Linked DNA regions of Mus musculus: all the other regions are linked to region 6. The links are chromatin contacts, called in public Hi-C and HiChIP or PLAC-seq maps. All regions are on one chromosome and are shown on one strand. Each heading gives the region's core, a stretch centred on a gene start, on an enhancer-like site or on the middle of the called end of the contact. The rest is flanking DNA. Distances are from core to core; before and after follow the strand shown.

What was found. Hi-C and Micro-C count contacts between places; a contact is called where the count stands out from the background. HiChIP or PLAC-seq counts read pairs in DNA pulled down with a chosen protein or histone mark.
Region 1: a Hi-C map of uterus shows a contact between it and region 6, with 4 times the contacts expected there. The contact joins two enhancer-like sites. A contact is called at or near these places in 2 of 15 datasets of contacts at CTCF or cohesin (the NIH/3T3 cell line and pro-B cells), 2 of 484 Hi-C or Micro-C datasets (bone marrow-derived macrophages and uterus), 2 of 115 datasets of contacts at active chromatin or transcription factors (cardiomyocytes and heart atrium) and 1 of 9 other capture datasets (embryonic stem cells).
Region 2: a contact with region 6 is called in an H3K27ac HiChIP or PLAC-seq map of cardiomyocytes, with 7 times the contacts expected there. The contact joins two enhancer-like sites. A contact is called at or near these places in 1 of 15 datasets of contacts at CTCF or cohesin (the NIH/3T3 cell line), 3 of 484 Hi-C or Micro-C datasets (the 3T3-L1 cell line, bone marrow-derived macrophages and embryonic fibroblasts), 1 of 115 datasets of contacts at active chromatin or transcription factors (cardiomyocytes) and 1 of 9 other capture datasets (embryonic stem cells).
Region 3: a Hi-C map of muscle stem cells shows a contact between it and region 6, with 1.6 times the contacts expected there. The contact joins two enhancer-like sites. A contact is called at or near these places in 4 of 484 Hi-C or Micro-C datasets (bone marrow-derived macrophages, cerebellar granule neurons and muscle stem cells) and 1 of 115 datasets of contacts at active chromatin or transcription factors (embryonic stem cells).
Region 4: a contact with region 6 is called in an H3K27ac HiChIP or PLAC-seq map of heart atrium, with 10 times the contacts expected there. The contact joins two enhancer-like sites. A contact is called at or near these places in 1 of 15 datasets of contacts at CTCF or cohesin (large pre-B cells), 1 of 484 Hi-C or Micro-C datasets (bone marrow-derived macrophages), 1 of 115 datasets of contacts at active chromatin or transcription factors (heart atrium) and 1 of 9 other capture datasets (embryonic stem cells).
Region 5: a contact with region 6 is called in a Hi-C map of cerebellum, with 2.1 times the contacts expected there. The contact joins two enhancer-like sites. A contact is called at or near these places in 1 of 15 datasets of contacts at CTCF or cohesin (large pre-B cells), 3 of 484 Hi-C or Micro-C datasets (bone marrow-derived macrophages, cerebellum and nephron progenitors), 1 of 115 datasets of contacts at active chromatin or transcription factors (bone marrow-derived dendritic cells) and 1 of 9 other capture datasets (embryonic stem cells).
Region 7: a Hi-C map of cerebellum shows a contact between it and region 6, with 2.8 times the contacts expected there. The contact joins two enhancer-like sites. A contact is called at or near these places in 5 of 484 Hi-C or Micro-C datasets (the HPC-7 cell line, bone marrow-derived macrophages, cerebellar granule neurons and 2 more).

Annotation. Positions count from the first base shown.
Region 1 is chr10:37,719,630-37,722,329 of GRCm38.p6, forward strand. No RefSeq gene overlaps it. Among named protein-coding and RNA genes, the nearest start is that of Gm31330, 280 kb to the left of the region's middle. Within about 2 kb of position 1,287, at least 9 of the 459 cell types and tissues checked have an H3K27ac peak or open chromatin away from gene starts, as enhancers often do. A contact at or near this core is called in uterus, where this site is marked.
Region 2 is chr10:37,759,263-37,762,154 of GRCm38.p6, forward strand. No RefSeq gene overlaps it. Among named protein-coding and RNA genes, the nearest start is that of Gm46220, 300 kb to the right of the region's middle. Within about 2 kb of position 1,564, at least 1 of the 459 cell types and tissues checked has an H3K27ac peak or open chromatin away from gene starts, as enhancers often do.
Region 3 is chr10:37,681,971-37,684,805 of GRCm38.p6, forward strand. No RefSeq gene overlaps it. Among named protein-coding and RNA genes, the nearest start is that of Gm31330, 250 kb to the left of the region's middle. Within about 2 kb of position 1,326, at least 13 of the 459 cell types and tissues checked have an H3K27ac peak or open chromatin away from gene starts, as enhancers often do. A contact at or near this core is called in muscle stem cells, where this site is marked.
Region 4 is chr10:37,859,764-37,862,538 of GRCm38.p6, forward strand. No RefSeq gene overlaps it. Among named protein-coding and RNA genes, the nearest start is that of Gm46220, 200 kb to the right of the region's middle. Within about 2 kb of position 1,393, at least 24 of the 459 cell types and tissues checked have an H3K27ac peak or open chromatin away from gene starts, as enhancers often do. A contact at or near this core is called in heart atrium, where this site is marked.
Region 5 is chr10:37,811,196-37,813,895 of GRCm38.p6, forward strand. No RefSeq gene overlaps it. Among named protein-coding and RNA genes, the nearest start is that of Gm46220, 250 kb to the right of the region's middle. Within about 2 kb of position 1,281, at least 59 of the 459 cell types and tissues checked have an H3K27ac peak or open chromatin away from gene starts, as enhancers often do. A contact at or near this core is called in cerebellum, where this site is marked.
Region 6 is chr10:37,077,282-37,079,981 of GRCm38.p6, forward strand. No RefSeq gene overlaps it. Among named protein-coding and RNA genes, the nearest start is that of Marcks, 60 kb to the right of the region's middle. Within about 2 kb of position 1,355, at least 100 of the 459 cell types and tissues checked have an H3K27ac peak or open chromatin away from gene starts, as enhancers often do. A contact at or near this core is called in cerebellum, heart atrium, muscle stem cells and 1 more, where this site is marked.
Region 7 is chr10:37,906,548-37,909,308 of GRCm38.p6, forward strand. No RefSeq gene overlaps it. Among named protein-coding and RNA genes, the nearest start is that of Gm46220, 150 kb to the right of the region's middle. Within about 2 kb of position 1,379, at least 9 of the 459 cell types and tissues checked have an H3K27ac peak or open chromatin away from gene starts, as enhancers often do. A contact at or near this core is called in cerebellum, where this site is marked.

The sequences.
Region 1 (2,700 bases), core at 37-2,536, 640 kb after region 6:
AAACTATCACTTTAGAGTATCCTGAGTATTTTTGCTTTTTTGGAGATGATACCCCTTATCTTGATGGATATACAATATTGTTGGAAATGGTAAAGAAATGGTCATATGCTACCCTGTGTCTACTTCTCCCTGGGGTGGACTGGCAGGAAATAAGTTTAGCCAGGCTGCTGGGTGCAGGCAGGATCTTTGTCAGTGGTGAGGTGAGTGCATGGGTAAAGAATACACACCTACTGGCAACAACTTCAGAGAACTGGTTCAGGTTATTGCTGTGAAACAATAGCTATTTATACCTTTGTGGGGTGAGTCGGGGCTATAGAGTTGAGTGCACATCATTGGCTGGGGTCATGACGCTGGGGATGCCGAATTTACATAAGGAGGAATTCCAGGTGCTACTGGACATAATCTTATAAAGGGAAAGGAGGTTTAACCTTGCTATGGGATACTTGACTTCCTCTGATGAGACAAGGTTTAGGGGCACAGGGCTATCTGTGTCAAAACATGCAGGCATGCAGGGCTATGCTGATCTCAGGATGAGATTTCAAGGGTTTGGACACTTCTCAACCTCACTCTTGCTCTGGACCTGCTCCTTGTCCCATAGCTCACTGGCCCCATAATCAGATAAAGTCTTTGTTTTCAGAACTGACAGTCCAATGGATAGAGGACTGCACAATAGGATGGACTATTATGTGGTAGGTGAGTGATGCACTAGTATTCAGAAAGAACCAGTTTTTCCTCCTGGCAAATTCTTTCCCAGACCACACACTCAGAAAAGGTTTTCTCAGTCACTGGAAGATAACACCCATAGTGAGATGACTGGAGTATACACGTAAGTCATTTTGAACCAGGTGGGTTTTGGATAGTTTCAAAATAAAAAAATACAAAGCCTGTGGTTATGTCTCAGTTATAGATAGTGCACTTAACATGTACAGTGAAGAATGCTTGCTTCTTCAGTCCTTCTCAGCCCCAAACACCAAATGCTGATATTAGCAATGAAATGGCTAACCTCAGTCTGAGTTTCCCCATGATGTTTGGAAGACACATGTTTAATGTCTTAAACATTTTTAAGTAGTAGTCTGAACAGGCAAGAAAGTACAGAATGTTGTTGGGAGAAAAACCCATACTCCCACTGAAAGATGATCAAATATCTTAGATCCTTCAAAACCAGATGTGGACGTTGCGTTAGAAAGGTTTAGCCTGGGTTCACCTTTAAATGGTTAATGCTCATGAAGTCCTTGGCTGGAGGGCAGGACATCTGTGCAGGAAGAATGTGAGGTTGACTGACAAAAAGGAAGCCAAGTTAGATTCCTTCCTGAATAAGGGGCTATATTCAGACTGGCCAGCAGTAGAGTCAGGAAGAAGAAAATGTGCAAAAGAGGCTCTCAACAGCTGCTGTGGCAAAAGGAAACCAGTACTAGCCAACAGCAGTGCTGGTCAAAATAATTATCCAGAGTTTCCTTTCCTGTCTCCCTTCCCTCTGCAGCCTTGTAAGTAGAAGAAAGAAATAGAAGCCAAAGATAAGAAAACAATACACAAACAAGATTCAGCAGAAGCTAGTAGGAGGAGACTGAGGGTTGTTCAGTTCATAAGCAGTTTTGATCTGCAACACTCACATAAACTCTGGTTATGTTGGCATGAGTATGCAAACTCAGTATTTAGAGTGGATAAGGACAGAGACATGTAGTTCCCTCAGGTTTAATGGTCAGCCAGTTAAAACAATTGGTTGAGTTGTAGGATCACAGCATGACCCAGAGGCTCTATGTCTACTGGCATCTACTCATATTCACACATGTATACACACACACACACACACACACACACACACCATACACTAGAAGTGAAGGGTGAGATTGGTTTCATAGAGCAAGGCAATGAGCTAAGAATAGTTATAGAGACATCAAGCATGGAGATAGCAGAGCATGCACTGAGTGGCAGCTGCCTTACACTGTGTTGTAGACCAAAGGATTACACAGGTCTAGAACCTGGGAGATGCTCCTGAGATCAGCTGATTCTTCATGTATCTTTCAAGGCCTCATTAATTCTCTGCTCTCACATCCCATATTCTCTCTTATAGAGTAGCAAAACCAACAGAAACGGAAGCATAGTCCCTTTGCCTGCAAAACTCAGGATATCTTCATTCTTTATAACTAAGTAGCATTCCATTATGTATATGAACCACATTTTCTGTATCCATTCTTCTGTCTTGGGACATCTGGTTTGTTTCCAGCTTCTGGATATCACAAACAAGGCTGTTATGAACATGATGGAACATGTGCTCTTGTGGCATGGTGGGGCATCTTTCCCAAGAAGGTTATTGCTGGGTTTTCAGGTAGATCTATTTCCAGTTTTCTAAGGAACCTCCAGATTGATTTCCAGAGTGGTTGTACCTGATTGTAATCCACCAACAATGGAGGAGTGTTCCTCTTTCTCCACATCCTCTCCAACATCTGCTGTTACCTGAGGTTTTGATCTTAGCCATTCTGATTGGTGTAAGGTGGAAGGAATATCAGGGTTGGTTTGATTTGCATTTCTCTGATCCTGAGTTTTGCAGGCAAATGGATGGAATGAGAAAATGCCATCCTGAATGAGGTAACTCAAACCTAAAAGGATATGCATGGTATGTACTTATTAGTAATATTACCTCCCCCCAAAATTACAAAATACCCAAGATGCAGTCTACAGAACTCAAAAAGCTCAACAAGA
Region 2 (2,892 bases), core at 314-2,813, 680 kb after region 6:
CCCTGTGCCGTACTTAGATCAAATTGCTACATGTTCCTTCTTATAAGATTTCTACTTATTTTTCCTAGACCTAGCCTATAAGTAGAGAGAGAATACCTAATTCCTTGGTAATATTTAGATTAACTTTAATTGAGGCTAATAAAATTTTATTGTTACCTTATTCTCAAAATATTTAAGTGATTTTCAATATTCCTAAGAATAAATTCAGGCTTCCTGCTGTCATAAAGAGCTTTTCCAGACCTGATCCTAGGACCCTAGCTTACTAGTTTTGGCATTTTGGCTTGCTTGGTATTTGTTCTCCAATCCATAGATGTGTGGCCTAAACTCCTTGCTGCTCCAGCCACTGAGTTGCATCCACAGTCTACATTTTTTATGCTCTCCTTTCAGCCAAACACATCTTTTCCTTGTGTTCCAGGTTTGTGTGCCTTTTAAATGCCACTGGGGGAAAATATCTACTAAACTCCACAATTAAACATCAGTTTGTACTGATGTTTCCCTCTATGGACACACAATTCAGGCATTTCACAGTAGCCTATTTTATCCAGTTTTGCAATTTCAGGCTTTTGATACACTCGCTCACAACAAGGATCATACTGTACTTTTATTGCAGTCATATGGCCAATTACACATTATCTAACACTTTTATGATTTAGTTTTACAGTTAATAAAAAGGAAGATAAATCATTTTCCTTGATATTAGATATTTGTTTGATATCATTTAACAAATTTATATTAGTGAAGCAGCTTTCCAAATATCCAAATTAAATTCTATAAAAGTAGAATTTTATCTTTTAGTACTTTCAATTCTATATGTGACACACTTAAAATGATTTCATTGAAAGTACCAGGTAGTCATTAATTGCCTACTGGCACTATAAATGTTATTGTGAAGCATCAAAGATACAAAATGAATATTTCCCTCTAAGAATTCTGTATTTGGAACAGATTGTTCTTCCTAACATATAACCCTCTTACCTAACACTGATCAAATTACAACACAGCTTGCTTTAAGATCGAATGATATGTTTGTGTTTAGCTTGTTTTAAGTCACATGTTTGTCTTTAGTTATTCAATGAAAACAAAGATAAAATTGAAATAAAATATTTTTAGTTTTTTATAGGTTTCATGTACATGTTCTGCTATCTAGCCAGCAGCTCACAAACAAAGATTTTTCCAAAATAATCTTTACATTCTTTTATTGGAACAATATTACTGATATAAACGATGATGTTTTTACTAAACAGAATCCTGTGAAGAAACCACATACTATCCATCTAGACAGATCTCAGTTACATTTTGCCTAATGACAGAGTAGTTCCATTTATAAGTTCCATATGTAAGTTTTATACATCATAAAGCTTCGAATTTGACCAAACTTAGACCTTAGGCATCTTTTGTGTGAGGAAATATGTATGTGTGTGTGTGTATTCATTCCAACTGTTATCTTCTGCACAATTTTAAGACCTGACATCTTGCAAAATCCATCCAGTTCAGCTGTCTTATCTTGTATGTCTCGACCAATGTATTTATTTCTGCCTTACTGGCCGGCAGCAACTTCTGCAAACCATCTGGAAGCACAATTCATCAGATCACATCCTTTCTCTTCCTGACTTGTCTAAGATAACAACTGCTGAGTGAAGTATTAAGCCCTTGTTCTTCCCAAAGGATCCATTTTGGATGCAAACCCCTGACTTAGTTTATTAGTTATAAAACTTTGGTTTGGCAACTTCACCAGACTAACAATATTTATGTGTATAACCATTGAAAGAAGATAGTGTTCACACTATTTTTCCTACTTGATTGCTTGTCTTTTTGTTGTCTGATTCTGCAGAAAGTCAAAGGTGGTAGAGTCATACTTCACAGTGTGTGTCTTTAAGTAACATCTGTGAGTTTTGCAGCTAGACAGAAACAGTGCTCATAGTATGGAGTACAACTGAGGGTGAAGCATTTAGACAGCAACCCTGAGACAACAAGGTCATCTATATGATTTATTTTCTGAACATGACAATAACGCAATATGATGAGAAGGCATTGCCCATCGATAAATGCAGTCCACTTTTTGGACAAACCAGACAATGCCCCTATGTGATGAGTTATTCTTGGCAGAAGCTTTTTGTCAGTTAGTACAGGATCAAGGACTTCTGTCATATAAATATTAAAAGAAGTAGAGTGGCAATTAAGACATGAAGACAGGATGAAATTAATGAGTATTATGTCTCAAGATCAGATTTGATAAACACATTGAAGAAAGAGTCTGAGGCTATTTTCAATGGCTCTACATGTTGCACTTACCTCCTGCAGGATGAGTAACCCATATCTATTTGGTTTTGGATCTGCTTTGCATCTGAGAACAGGATACTGTGAGATATCACCATCACTGCTCATGAGTCCACATGTATCTGCTTCCAAGTATTATCTGTAACACCACAGTTGACTTAGTAGGAGAGATGCTATAAAACACTGAGCAACATCTTTTATGAATTATTAATGTTCTTATTGTTGTATTGATATGTGCTCACTTCCTGTAAGCCATACATTTGTAATTTTTCATAGAAAACTATGCTCATATTTTATGTTCATCAAAATTTAGTTTACTTGACATATTTAAGAAATTACCCTTTCATTAAAAAGATAATTTTGATTAGAAGAAAATGTCATTCAGATAGAATTTAAATATTACCATTTTGTTGCATTGTGTTTCTGACTTTGAGAACTGGTTGTAAATTGAAAAGAAGGGCACAGTCTGGTGAGAGATGTCCATCTAAGGACCTCTCATTAAATATTTAATAGTTTTTTTTTGGCTACTTAGTATATAAAAGACATGGCAACATACTTGAAAAGAGAAAATTTGTGTCCTCTGTTCTTTAAACACTCTTAACCTGGTGAAGAACA
Region 3 (2,835 bases), core at 76-2,575, 600 kb after region 6:
ATAACTGCTATGGTTTCATGATGAATTACATTCCCCAACACACTTGCAAACATGTACACACACAGAGAAACACACAGACACAAAGACACAGACACACATACACACACACATAAAGATGGAGCAGCCTGATTCCATCTTAATATTAAAAGCCACCTTATTACAAGGTCAAAATAGGTTTACTATGTTTTCTGTAAAACTTGGATTTGACCATGTCTTGACCTATTTTCTCAGTTTGACTTGTTCCATGCCCTATACCCTGATCTCCGCACTGATAAGATGTTCCGCAAAATACTTTTAAAATACCCTGCCAAGTTCATATATAACCAAAAACTTTTGAAAAGCTCCCTAGCCTTCCAGTTCGGGGGCTAATATAAACTCTATTTTCTCCTGTGTTTGATGCTGTTTTCTTAAGCCCTCCTTTAGGGAGGTAGCACAAAAGACAGAAAAGGAAGCTCTTTTAATTCAACTAAAAGAATCTTTACTCTGGTGAGATTAACAATTAGATCAAGACTTCAAATTATGAATCTGGAACTTCATCCCTAGACTCCAGAACTGAAATGCAGCCTTAGGAGGTACATACCTTGAAAGGAAATATTCCATGGCTCTGAGGTATGCTTTCAGTTTGGGATTGTTGGAGTGAACTCTTGCACTAAAAAGAAACTTGTAAGCACATATCTGAAAAGGCCTTTATTGGTGGGTCATAGAGGGCATCTCGTTTTGATGACATCTGGTACTGGTGGAATCCTGTCTGCCAGGCAGAGAGCTGTGTGATGAGGTAAATGAACTCATGTCCAGGGCACCAGCAAGACATTGTACTACCCACCTGAGTTTTTGGTGCCTGGTTATTGGTGCTCTCCATTTTGTTCTGTGGTTTGTCTGTCTCCTGCCCACTAGCACAAGCAAGCAGTCTCTCTGCCTACCTGGGTCTTGGATACTGGGATCTGGGACGGTAAATCTGTCAAGCTTGTTTAAATATATGGATGAAGGTGGTCACTGCACGTTTTGGTTTTGAACAATCTATTTGATTACATGAACATTCTATGTTCTACGTTTACTTGTTCAATTTTTGCTGAATCTGTCCCTTGAACATTTTATGTTCTGTGTTTACTAGGTTTTCTGTTTTGTTTTGTTTTATTCTTTTTCTGTTTCTAGTTTTTAAAATCTGCTGTAGGCCATCTGCCACAGATGCTGCCTGCCTCAGCAGCTCAAAAAAAAAAAAAATTCTTATCCCTTCCTGAGTCCACTGCTAGCTATTGGCTGGGATAAGCCACTGAATAATTGCATGCTATCAGGCAGGAAAGTAAGCAGTGCAAAGCTCTCAAGGAGTGCAATACTGCAGGGAGAAAAAAGTGGCCCTAAACTGGGAGGACAGGGCAGTCCCAGCAGGGGAGGACTGACCAGTGCAGCTGCTTTGGCTGTTTGCCTGATTTAATAACCAGGGCTCAGAATTTCTGTCTCTGAGCCTTCTCTGTGTTCATGTTGCTTCCTCTGCTCACTGGATTTAGTTTTTAGCTATGGAAAATGTTAAAATATTGTTTTATTTGCTGTTCTACCTTATCGAAAAACTGGTTCTGGAACTGAATTACAGCTCTCTCTTTTCTAGATCCAAGCATGTTTATTTAAAGGTTTCCTGACTGTCATGTGACAGATGATACACTGATTTTGTGACAAAACAAAAACAAAACACACAAACACAAAAAACAGACAGCAGAACAAAACAGTCCCTCTCCTCAAATTGGAAAACAACACTGAAAGTGTATAATAGATTACAATAATTAAATATGTAAATAAAATATAATTAAATATAGAAAAAGAGGCCTTTGATTTTTATTCCTCAATCAACGTAACATATTTGTTGGTTTTTAAATTGTTGTTGTTGTTTTCTACTATGTTCAATAACTATTTGCTCTTAAAGCAAACTAAATAATAGGCCTTCTGGATGTCAACTTTATCTCAAATGTCATATTCTAAGCCAAAATGTTTATCCTTAAATGTCCTCAAAATAATTGAGTCTGTATTTATCTAACCAGGGAGGGTATCATTTGATCTCTGCAAAGGTTCTTCTAATAATTTTGACTATTTTTCTTTACACTTTAAGTGGAGGACTAAACAAACAAACAAAATCCATTTAAAACTGTCAAGACAAAATCACTGCCGAAAGCAAAAGCAAATGCAAATAAGAGTGGAGATTTTTAAAAAAATCCTACCTCTTGATGAAAATCAGCCCAGGCGACCTCCTGGTTTAGCTCTGTTTGTGTCTCTGGCCAGATTTTGATGCCAATCTGAACGTTACTAGCAGGGACTGTCATCCCTAGTTGGGACTTCTAATTAAAATATAACTTAGAAGGACCATCAGAGGTTTAATGTCATGAGAGAGGGTCTGGCTACGATTTTGTGCAGATAAAGATGGCAAAAATCTGTATTAGTTTAGATAAAAAAGCTAATCAGCTAGGGCTATAATTGTCAGCACAAAACTTGAGATATTTGCTTTTTGGCAGAGCACCCAGGCCAACTGAAGTCTCTCACGGTGCCTCTCAAGCGTCTTCCTCTGCCTAGGGATTAAGTCCTCTTTGTTATGTTTTTGTAACAAACAAAAACAAATACAACAACAACAACAAAAACCCGCTTGCTGCTAGACATCACCAGAATGCTACATGAAATGATTTCTACATAGCTTTAGATATTTACAAACAGTGTGATTTTTTTTTTTTTAATCATGTGAAGAGCCAGTAAATATCTTAAAGGGTTCCTGTAAGAGCAAGCTTCTAAACTAAGGGTCTGGAGGAAAATGGCTAAAATAGGCTCTAAAGCAAAACATAGGAAGATTGAGTAAAG
Region 4 (2,775 bases), core at 143-2,642, 780 kb after region 6:
GGCAAGGACTGGAGGAGCTGAAGGGGTTCGCAATCCCATAAGAAGAACAACAATGTCAACCAACCAGACACCTCCCCCAACCCCAGAGCTCCCAGAGACTAAACCATCAATCAAAGAGTACATTTGGAGGGACCCATGGCTCCAGCTGTATATGTAGCAGAGGATGGCCTTTTCTGGCATTAATAGGAGCAGCAGCTCTTGAAGGCTCAATGCCCCAGTTTAGGGAAATGCCAGGATGGTGAGGTGGGAGTGCGTGGGTGCATGGGGAAAGCACCCTCATAGAAGCAGGAGAATAGGGAATGAGATAGGAAGTTTGCAGAGGGGAAACCAGGAAAGCAGATAACAGGTGAAATGTAAATAAGTTAAATATCAAATAAAAAATGTAAAAAAAAAAAAACAAAACAAATAATACAGTGTTAGATTCTGATAGCTCATCTTTTAGTCTTTCATCATTTATCTATCTCTATGCCTAGTTACCATCCACCATTGTTCTATCATCTATATAACATTTCATCAATATATTAGTCCATTAGTATTAAGAATATAAAACAAGCTGGGCATGGTGGCACACACCTTTAATCCCAGCACTTGGGAGGCAGAGGCAGGCAGATTTCTGAGTTCAAGGCCAGCTTGGTCTACAAAGTGAGTTCCAGGATAGCCAGGGCTACACAGAGAAACCCTGTCTCAAAAAACAAACAAACAAAAACAAACAAACAAAAAGAATATAAAACAAAGTTTACATGTACCAAGGACATAAACACAATTACATGAACACAAATTTAATTGTGTGAGCTAGAATAAAAATCTCAGTTTGAAGACTACAAACCATTTTTCCTCTGAACACAAATATAGTTTCTCCTCCTCTACAAGTACTTCACAGAGAAATCAAAAATCAAAATCGAGTACAAAATACAGAAACATGTTTTTTTATCACCTTCCCCATGGTGGCTCCTGCTCTACTTGAAAACTATGTCTGGACAGACTTATTTGTAAGAATTCCTTGAGGATCTTTTATGTTGAATAAAATGTATCATTTCTCTCCAAAAATTTAAATACATAGAAATAGAAGTCCAACATCACAAAGCAAACCTAGCCCTTGGTAGTGAGAACCCCTAACATGGAGGTCAAAGAATCCATCTCAATCCTTACATCCTTGCTTCCTTTCTGTTCATGAATTTAGCAATTGGCTCTAAGTGGTCTCCTGTCTGTAGCATTATATACCTCCCAGTGTGACATTAAAGTTGAAGCTGTTTTTCATAGCCAAATAACTGCTTGTGTGGGTGTGCCAGGCTTCTCCTACATGATTTATTCTCTGGTGATTTATGCTAGCTGTGGAGGAAGGGTCCTGTGCCTGCAAGCTGTGCATGTGGATCATGACCACATACTCTTCCCAGGTGAAAACAGACAGAGGAAAAGCAAACTCTTCCTGCAGGAGCAGCCCCACTCTGAAGGCCCCTCCACAGCTGCGAGACGGGCCACCTGGGCCACGGCCCCTTTCAATAGCTGGATATCCTGTTCAGTTTTGCTCCTGCAGAGCTGTCCAGGACAATCGCCTGGGAAGTGAATTGTTACTTTCCAGGGGTTTTAAGCTTGCCAAGATTAGTTAGGAAAACACAGTTTGGGGTTATACAAATTCCAAATATTCTGGCTCCCTTGTTGCCTGAAATTCGAGAGAAAGAAAAAGTATTTGTGGTGTTTGTGAGTTTACATGTGTTTTGAAGCAAGAGTTCCTGTATGAAAATATATAAATTATCAGATGTTTCTGTATGCAAGCCACCACATCCTTTAAAATGGAACAATTAAAATACAGGCACTCCCTGTGTGCCTCTAGGAATAACAAGCCAAAACTGTTCTTAGATATGACAAAGAAACGCTGACTGTGAAGGTCCAAAAGCATTGTTTAAACTTCACTGGATATACAATGGCTTCAAATTTTAGAAAATGTATTCATTTAAAATTGTCTTAATGATCTAGAAAGAAATAGAACTAATAATAAAAAGGGAGAGAGAGAGACAGAGACAGAGAGACAGAGAGAGACAGAGAGTGCTCTGTGACTAAGACCATTTACTATACAGTCAGGAGGACCTGTGTTTAGACTCCAGTACCCACATCACAAACCAGGCATCCTCCAAATCTCTGTGACTCCAATTCTAGCCCTAGCCCCTCAGGATCTTGCCAGAGAATGGTTTTGTGCACTGTGTATTCAAATGCTGAACACTGTGCCCAGAGATCTGGTTGCAATCCAAACATTGGTATCATTTGTATCTTTAGAGCATCTCCTGTCTCAATGCTGTGTAAAGATTGTTTTTCATCACCTCTGATTGGTTAATACATAGCTGATTCAGCCAATAGCTGGGCAGGAAAGAAGAGACAGGACTTTCAGGCCCAATGTGACGGGTCTCTGGTGGGGACCAGAGGGAGGGAGAGATTAGCCATGAGCAGAGTTCCAGTTCCTCACCATGAGGACACTGCCAGCAGGAACAACCAGAGCAAGACTAAAATGACAAATAAGTAGTGGGGCAAGTGGCTGGAAAGTATACCTGGCTGGCATAGTCAGATTAAAATATCTCAGAACCTGCCCATTTTAGTGCCTGGAGTTTTTAATATAAATACAAGGTCTCTATGTTATTTATTGGGGAGATAAAGGGCAAATAGAAAAGCACCCTCCCTCCAATTTACTTTACAGGATCTATGTCTGTCCTCCACATTCAGAGTTAAGTGCACCTACAAACATTTGTGTGGATACACTCATGTAGACACACAGACACATAGACA
Region 5 (2,700 bases), core at 31-2,530, 730 kb after region 6:
AACTGATTTAAGTTAATTAGCTAAATCCTACAAAGTTTTTGAGATCTTACTGAGTTTATTTAGCTGATATCTTTTTTTATAATTTTGATAAAGGTTTTCCTCTCCTTTAGAGAACACAAGACCCCTCAGTTTATGTGTATCAAGACAGAAATTAGCTTTTCAAGAGAACACATCTTTCAGTTGCTTCTTGAAAATATGCTTCATTAGGAGAATCTGACTTTGTTGAAAGCTGTGATGTAAAAACTGTGATCAGCAAAACATACGAAAATAATCTTCTTTTTGGCCATCAATGATTTTGACCCATTGTTTCTCTAGAGATAAATGACATGATGCAATTTTATTTTAAATTTTGATGAATTATTCTTTTTCATTTAATTAGCATCACCAGGTAGTATTGAGACATGAAATCCGGCTGAATACAATGTTTTCTCTGCCGTGTCATTAGTGAAATAGCAGGAGTGTAATCAAATGTGACCCTTATGCTTTCTTTTTCAAAATGCTGTCAACAGAACTGGCTCCTCAGTTTGCTAAGATTCATCAGTGAGAGGATAGAAAGTTGAGTGAGATTTGAAGCAATATCCTCATTAGAGTTTCTTTTAATCAGTCTCTCTCTCTGTATATACACAGAATTTAAAGGGGGAAATACAAAGCCATACCATCACAGTTCTAGCCTGATATTTATGTTTGGCTGACATGAGAGGGTACCTGAGGCCAAGGTGACATTTAAAAGAGTGGTTACCTAGTCTGTCATCTCACTTCTGCAATTCATGTGGTACTGTGTGTCACATGAAGTTATCAGGAAATGGTGTGGAAAGTACGGTTCTTACTCTCAGTAGATTGTGGGAAACCTAGGGGATTCTGACGTGTGCTTTAAAAATATATTTCAAAACTTCTAAAAGGCATGATTTCGAAATGTGATTGGCTGGCTACTGGTGATTTTCAGACTAAAAATTAATCTGCTTGCAATGAAACCCACGTGAACCACGGCCATTGGGAGTATAGAAATTAACTTGAAGACGTGCAGTTTTCCATTTTATTTATCAAGCATTCACAACCAAAACAAGGCTATTTTTTATGGTTACAATCAAGTGCCTTCATGCCTGAATTCAAGCTTCCTAAATCAGAAAGTGCCAGAAATTACACTTTGAACCTCCAAATCATTTGAGTTGAACAGTAGTGTATTTTTGGAGACCAAATGTGCTCTCATATCCTTCCAACTCTGTAAAACCAAACAAGCAGGAATGTCATTATCTGGACATCCAGTCTTCATCCCTCACAAGTGACTCTGTCTTCCAGTGACACTGTTCCCCTGCTCCAGACAGAGCAGCAACTGTTCCCCAGTGTACATTTCCATTGCATCCCCCATCTTCTCTCCCTCCCCCTCCCCTCCCCCTTTACAGCCACAAATGCTTCAACAGAAGTGGGGGAAGATCCAAAGAATCCCCTTTACTAACTAGAACTAAGATGAATTGTGTCAGAGTTCAGAGCTTCGTTGTTGCTTGGCATGAAATTACTGCCCGTGGTTTCTGCCAAGGCGGGTGTCAGCTGGTGAATTATAACAGTGGCAGACAGGACTGAGATAAGCAGAAAATACAATGGCAGCTGCTACACAGAACTATTCTTTCTGGCCTAGTGAATACAAAAATACATTGTGTAAATAAAGACAGACAGCTTCTTTATGCAATTGTCTGCTACTGTGCAACTGCTAAGGAACAAGTATTGATTCCTGAAAATAGCCCCAGACACTTGAATGCAATATGCTTTTACACGTGAGATGACTGGGTTATTAAGAAAGCAACAATAAATCTAACTTCCTAACATTAGAGTTGAACCTTCAGGTAAATAAAGTATACCACTGTGTTACGTTACATTTCTGAACTTGAGCATTTCTTCAAAGCATGTCTTTCATTCAAGTCCACAATTCTTTATTGTGTTTTGAGTGTGAAATCTAGGGCTGTGATTGAGTTTTCATCAATTATAAAATAAGTGCTGTATCAGGGCTCTTGCTTAGATTGCCACAACAAAGTGCCATCCTCTGGAATGGCTTAAACAACAGACGTTTGTTTTCTTGTGATGCTCTTGGCTGGATATACTTCATTAAGACCTGACACAGTTGGTTTCTGGTAATAGATTCTTGGCTTGTAGAACAATGCATTTTTTCTCTGTGTTATATCTGGCTTTATAGCATCTACTTACTAATCTGTTTATTTTTTGAAAGCATTTTGCTATGTGGCCCATCATTAATCACCTGGGCCAGAGCTATCTTCCTAGCTTTGTCTCCTGAATAGCTGGGACTATAGTGTGCCACCACACTTGGGTCACTTACTAAAAGGGCACTAATTCTATCAGTTTAGGATCCCATATATAAGTTTCTATGTAATTTTTATTACTTTTTTAAACTTTAATTACTTTTTTTTTGTTCCCACTTTAAACAGTCAGAGTTTTTATGTTTCTGCCCAGAAAGTTTGGTAGGATAACATGGTATTCTTTATGTAAAAGTGCCCTAGGCACACTTGATTTTTTTAAAATTTTTTTAATTTTTAATTTTTTTTTTTCGAGACAGGGTTTCTCTGTATATCCCTGGCTGTTCTGGAACTCACTTTGTAGACCAGGCTGGCCTCAAACTCAGAAATCTGCCTGCCTCTGCCTCCCAAGTGCTGGGATTAAAGGTGTGTGCCACCATGCCCAGCACACACTTGA
Region 6 (2,700 bases), core at 105-2,604:
TGGAATAAAGAATATCCGTGCCAGTAACATCAGATCTGCCTTCTCATTCATTTCAGAACAAGCTCGGAGTAGTTCATGCCTTTGAAACCTATTGCCTATTGCCTTTAGAGTGACTTTAGTGTAAAAACTTAAAATAGGCTGATGATCATGTCTGGAGCAAAGGTCACCCCCAAAGATGACACCTAAGCTGCACCCATTCCGTCTGTCCTCCAGCCTTGCTAAATATGTTTCTAAAGCACAATGTCCTAAAGGAACAAAGTTCCTCCCTTGACATCAGTTCAAGAAGGTCAAGAAGACAACACTAGGACAAGTCATTTGAGTGACCAGACCTTGCTTTCAGACTCCACAGTGGGGTCCTGGCGTCTGGAATAAACAAAAGCAAGAGAGGAGAGGAATGGAAACCAGCACTGAGGGCCAGCTGGCTGCATCCGAGGGTGGGGTTTGGTGGAGGTAGGTAACTAGGACCCCTCCTTCAATTCAACAAACACCTTCTGGAGCCTGACTCTCCAGGACGCTGGGTTTTGCTACAGGGAGAGTCAGAGCCACACCAAAGGCATGGAGGCTGAGCTGTACCTCTGGCCTGGGGGAACTACCAGCTGTGCTCTGGGGTAGAAGGTAGAGTGGGGGTGCAAAGAGCCTGCTAAGGTCTACAGCCCAGGAAACCCCTGTGGCACCAACAGGATCCTTCAGTGTGCACCAGGGCAGGTAGAGGTCTGCGGCTGTATACCACCCAGGCTGGCCTCAAACCCTGTGCCACCATGTCTGACACTGTCTTGAGGGTTTATCAGCATCCAACCATGTGACTTTTACACAATGCCTATGGCAGTCTGGAGAGTGGAAAGGGTCTTTTCTCCCTTTTGACTAAACGATGAGTAAGCCACACTTTCTTGTGTTTGAAATGGCTTTAGAGTGTAGAAAAATATCCACACGACCTGTCGGTTGGTATTGAGTACTGATAGCTACCAAGGCTGGCAATTAGAAAAGAAAAAAATAGCTTGGGTCAGGAAAGCAAAAAGGCATCCAGTCTCTTAAGACACAAGGCTCTAAATACCTCCCAGGGTTCCACAAAAGGCCATGCTTGTTTTTTCTTTTGACTTAACTCATCCTGTTTCTGTTTCCAGAGCCCCAATGCAAGTGGAATTCATCAGCCAAAAATACAAATAAGAATAGAAACGGGGAAAAAAAATCTGCTTCTTCTAAAGACTTTTAACGTGCATTCAGCTTGCTGTTACTAGATAAGGACTAAGTCCTTTTCTGTGCTGGGAACCCTAAGTAGTCACATAGGCCTATTATGTCTTAAATGCTGCCCGTGGCCCTGGAACAATGAGCCTGAGGTCCAGGAGCTGAAGCAGTAGGCAGCCTGCCAAGTTCAACACAGGCCAGTCTGAAGAGCAAGGCCTGCTGGGAGCTGCTTCCTGCTCTGCATAGATGCAGGGCAAAGATTTTCCATGCTGGCTTTCAGCATGCACGTTCCACACCGAAGGCCCAGACCAGTGATGACCTGTACTGACATTTTCCATGACATTCTTTGTTTTGTTTTCTGCTTGATAGTATAACTTCGGGGTTTCTTTTTTTGTAACAATCGCTTGGCAAAGATTACTCTTAGATGTCATAGGGGAGTCACCAGACACAGCTAGATTCTCCCCTGGGCAGACATCTCTTTTTTAAATGGAGCTTCATGGGAATTTACTGGATTATTTGTGGAGGAACCCTTTGCTGCACAGCTGTTGGTCAAGAATGTGCCTTGCTTGTGGAAATAAAAGAAGTGGCAGTGGAGCCTTATGATAATGTGCATAAGGAATTAAAAACTGAATTTAAAAATAGGAAATGCAGGGTGCTGGAGAGATGGCTCAGTGGTTAAAAGCATGGCATTGCTCTGAGCTCCTCCCTGATCCACAGTCACCTGTTAATGCCAACTCTGAAAGTCCTGACTTTCAGCTTTTTCTTGACTCTGGACGCCTGTACTCACCTAAACACAGACAAATACTCACGCACACACATTTTAAAAATCTTTTAAAATGGACTACATATTGCTTTATCTCCATTTAGAGCAACATTCTTGTAAAGTGCCATATTTTTTGCCTACATTTGCCTTCATTGGAGACACATCACATGCCCTTATAGCAACCAGGCTCAACCTCCAAGAGAATGGTTGATACTAATTGTCTTCTTTGCTGCACTTGGTGGCAAATGACCTGTACTGAGCATCCAGGAGTTTTTCACCCAGTACTGAACTCACATTGCTAGGTTTTCACGTCAGAGGAAATACAGCTGCATGCATTCACTGTGTGGCAGTCTCCAATACGACGCTTTCCAGGGGAGTTTTAAGATCAGTTTAGACTTTGCCTAATTTTTTTTTATGCATACATAACATGGATTCCACTTGGTGTGTGGCAGTGGTCCACGCCTATCCAGAGTGCTACTAACAAGAATTTATTTCCTTTGGGACATGTTTGGTATACTTCCAAAAAGTTCTTTGCTATGAGGACTCAATGAGTTTTCTGGAAGAGACAATTGCTGACTTTTGCCAGGAACCAAAGGCTCCTTCTGTTCCCTGAGCTTGGAAACGAGGACCATTGCTCCGCATGACTGCTACTCACACTTATGCAGCTTAAAGATATTTTATTGACTGTTTTGCATTTAGTGCTCCATCATGTAAATTACTGTACAGGTGTGCTGGCAGATCTCAGAAGATGTTTC
Region 7 (2,761 bases), core at 129-2,628, 830 kb after region 6:
TTACAACACAGTAGTGAATATTGGATCAAACCAAACTTTTCTTACCTTAACCTTTTACAATAGCCACTATTGTCTGCTTAGAAAACACAGCTAAGGTCTATTATTGTGTAATTATCTTATTTCAGTTTGGAAAATCTAAGAAATATTCATAAGTGAACATGTAGCCAAGAAAGAAGCTTGCACAGCTGACAGAAATATACAGGAAGTTTGTGTTGCTGACAGTGATGATCTCATCTTTAAGGTAGTTAATGAGAATGGATGTTAAGAAAGGGAAAGAAAAAATGGACAGTAACATGCTAGGAGAAAAAATTCCATGAGATTTAGTGACGATTATAGGGAATAGGCACAAAAGACGTATGAGCGGTGAAGAATTTGTTCTGTGCTTTACATTGGAAAGGTTTGTTCATTTTGAATGTTTGTGAAGCAGATCAAATAGGAGAACAGATTCTAGAGCAGCCAGTGAACTGATACACTGACTCCCATAAGAAGGTTAGGCACCCTAGGGCACAGTGGGAAGGTGTGGCTTCAATGGAATAATTAATCTTCCAACATGAACACAAATGAGATAAGCATAATTTGGTCCAGTTGACCAGACTGAAAATGTTAAGTGAGAAATCATGCAAGATATGGAAATAAGGATGGATGAATTTAGATCATGAAGACAACAGGAAAGCTTTGGGAATTGAAGAAGAGGTAGAGGGCAGGAAAAGAACTTAGCAAACTGAAACGCCAATATTTGGAATATTGAATTGTAATAAAATGGATGGTTTTCTAAATAATCCAGTGCCAAATAGTTATAATAAGTAAAACAGTCCATTGCACAAAGAGATAGATAGATTGCACCATAGGACAAAGAGAGATATCCAAGATCAACAAGTCCCCAGAAAGAAATGGTTTAGATGACTCACTGTAAGATGTTTAAGTTGAATAAAAGTAATTGATTAGATTAAGGTGCAAACCACTTCTGATCCTGCAGTTTTCAGGCAAGATAGCTAACCACCAGCATCACCAACTTATGCAAATGAAAAGAATAGCATTTTGTGTGTGAAAGAATTAGGAAATTCAGTATGAATCTGGTGGAAATTGTGCTAGTGCTATACATCATAAATGAAAATGTGCCCTTCTTTCTATTATTTTTGGAGCAAAAATATGTGTTCTCTATTTAGAAAATAAACATGTGCAAAGATGTAAGAAAGATGCCAGGTGCCCATGGCAACATCTTCTTTTAAAGGAAAAGCATTCTGAGAGATGTAGAGTACTGCTAATTTCAATTCCAGTTATTTCAAACCCAAAACAAATAAGGTAACTTCTCAACTGGCCCTATGGAACATGAGAATGCTTCAGGCTTGTTGGAATTAAGGAGCCATATGGAACTTGTAGTGAGCTTCTAACTGAGACAGATGGCTACAGAATGGAGCCAGCCTTGAGGCTGTGTAAACACCCCAGTGACCGTGAGTAGCCAATTAAGAATTGAGACAAGAGGGAAATGTCATTTCAATTCCTGTGGAAAAAAATATCTATCTGCTATACTCATCCTTGTTGCCTTTAAAAACTCATCTACATGGTCCATGGCTCTAAACTGGAGTCTGTGAAAATTTCTTCCAAACCACCCAAAGTAAGCATCCGAATTCCTGTTCTTTTCTAAGGACCACAGGGATTCAGGTTTCTGCTTCCACGGGGTGGGGGTGGGGTGGGGAATCTAGCACGTTATTAGCTCCGGTGTTGTTTTCAGTAAACCCGCAGTGAATCCTTTACCTCCTAGAATAACTATATCTCCAAGATACATTTATACTTCAGATAAACTCTAAATACTTGCCTCCTACTAATCACTCCATAATTCTGATGATAACAAAGGGAAAGCCATGGTTTCATAGGTCATGAAAAAGACTGGTTAGTGGAAAAGTAGCACAGGGTGCATTCTAAGAGAAGTGATGCACTCTGATCACAGCTGAAAATCGACTGTCTACTCACACCTGTCAGCCTCTTTCTCAAGGAAGGGCTGGCTGGTTTTGCCATCTCAAAATGAACAAAGATGACTACAGAGATGAGAAAGAAAAATGAACATATGAACATAGGATATAACACACTCATGCCAAAGCAAAGGTAAATTAAACTAATTTTCAAAAGCATCATTTAATCAAAAATTGGAAAAAGTAGTGAAGGCTAGAACAAAAATATATAGCACAGAATATGCAGGGAACCAGATAAATTACCTTCAAGTGGGGATAACATGAAGAATTTTAAAGGCAGTCTTAGATATTTGACCTTGAAGACTGGTGCTTTAAAGAGCTACTCCTTCTCTAGTTTTTGTGGACTGTATCGTGGGTATTCTGTACATTTCTTTTCTTCTTGTTTGTTTGTTTGTTTGTTTATGGCTAATATCCACTTATTTAGTGACTACATTCCATGCATGTTCTTTTGGGTCTGAGTTACCTCACTCAGGATGATATTTTCTAGTTCCATCTATTTTGCTTTCAAAACACAGGATGTACTCTTTCTTAATAGCTGAGTAGTATTCCACTGTGGAAATGAGCCCCATTTTCTGTATCTATTCTTCTGACCTGGGACATCTGGGTTGTTTCCAGCTTCTGGCTATCACAAACAAGGCTGCTATGAACATAGTGGAACATGTGCCCCCATGGCACTGTAAGGCATCTTTTCGGTATATTCCCAAGAGTGGTCCTGCTGGACCTTCAGGTAGATCCATTTCCAATTTTCTGAGGAACCTCCATAGTAATTTCCAGAGTGGTTGTACCAGTTT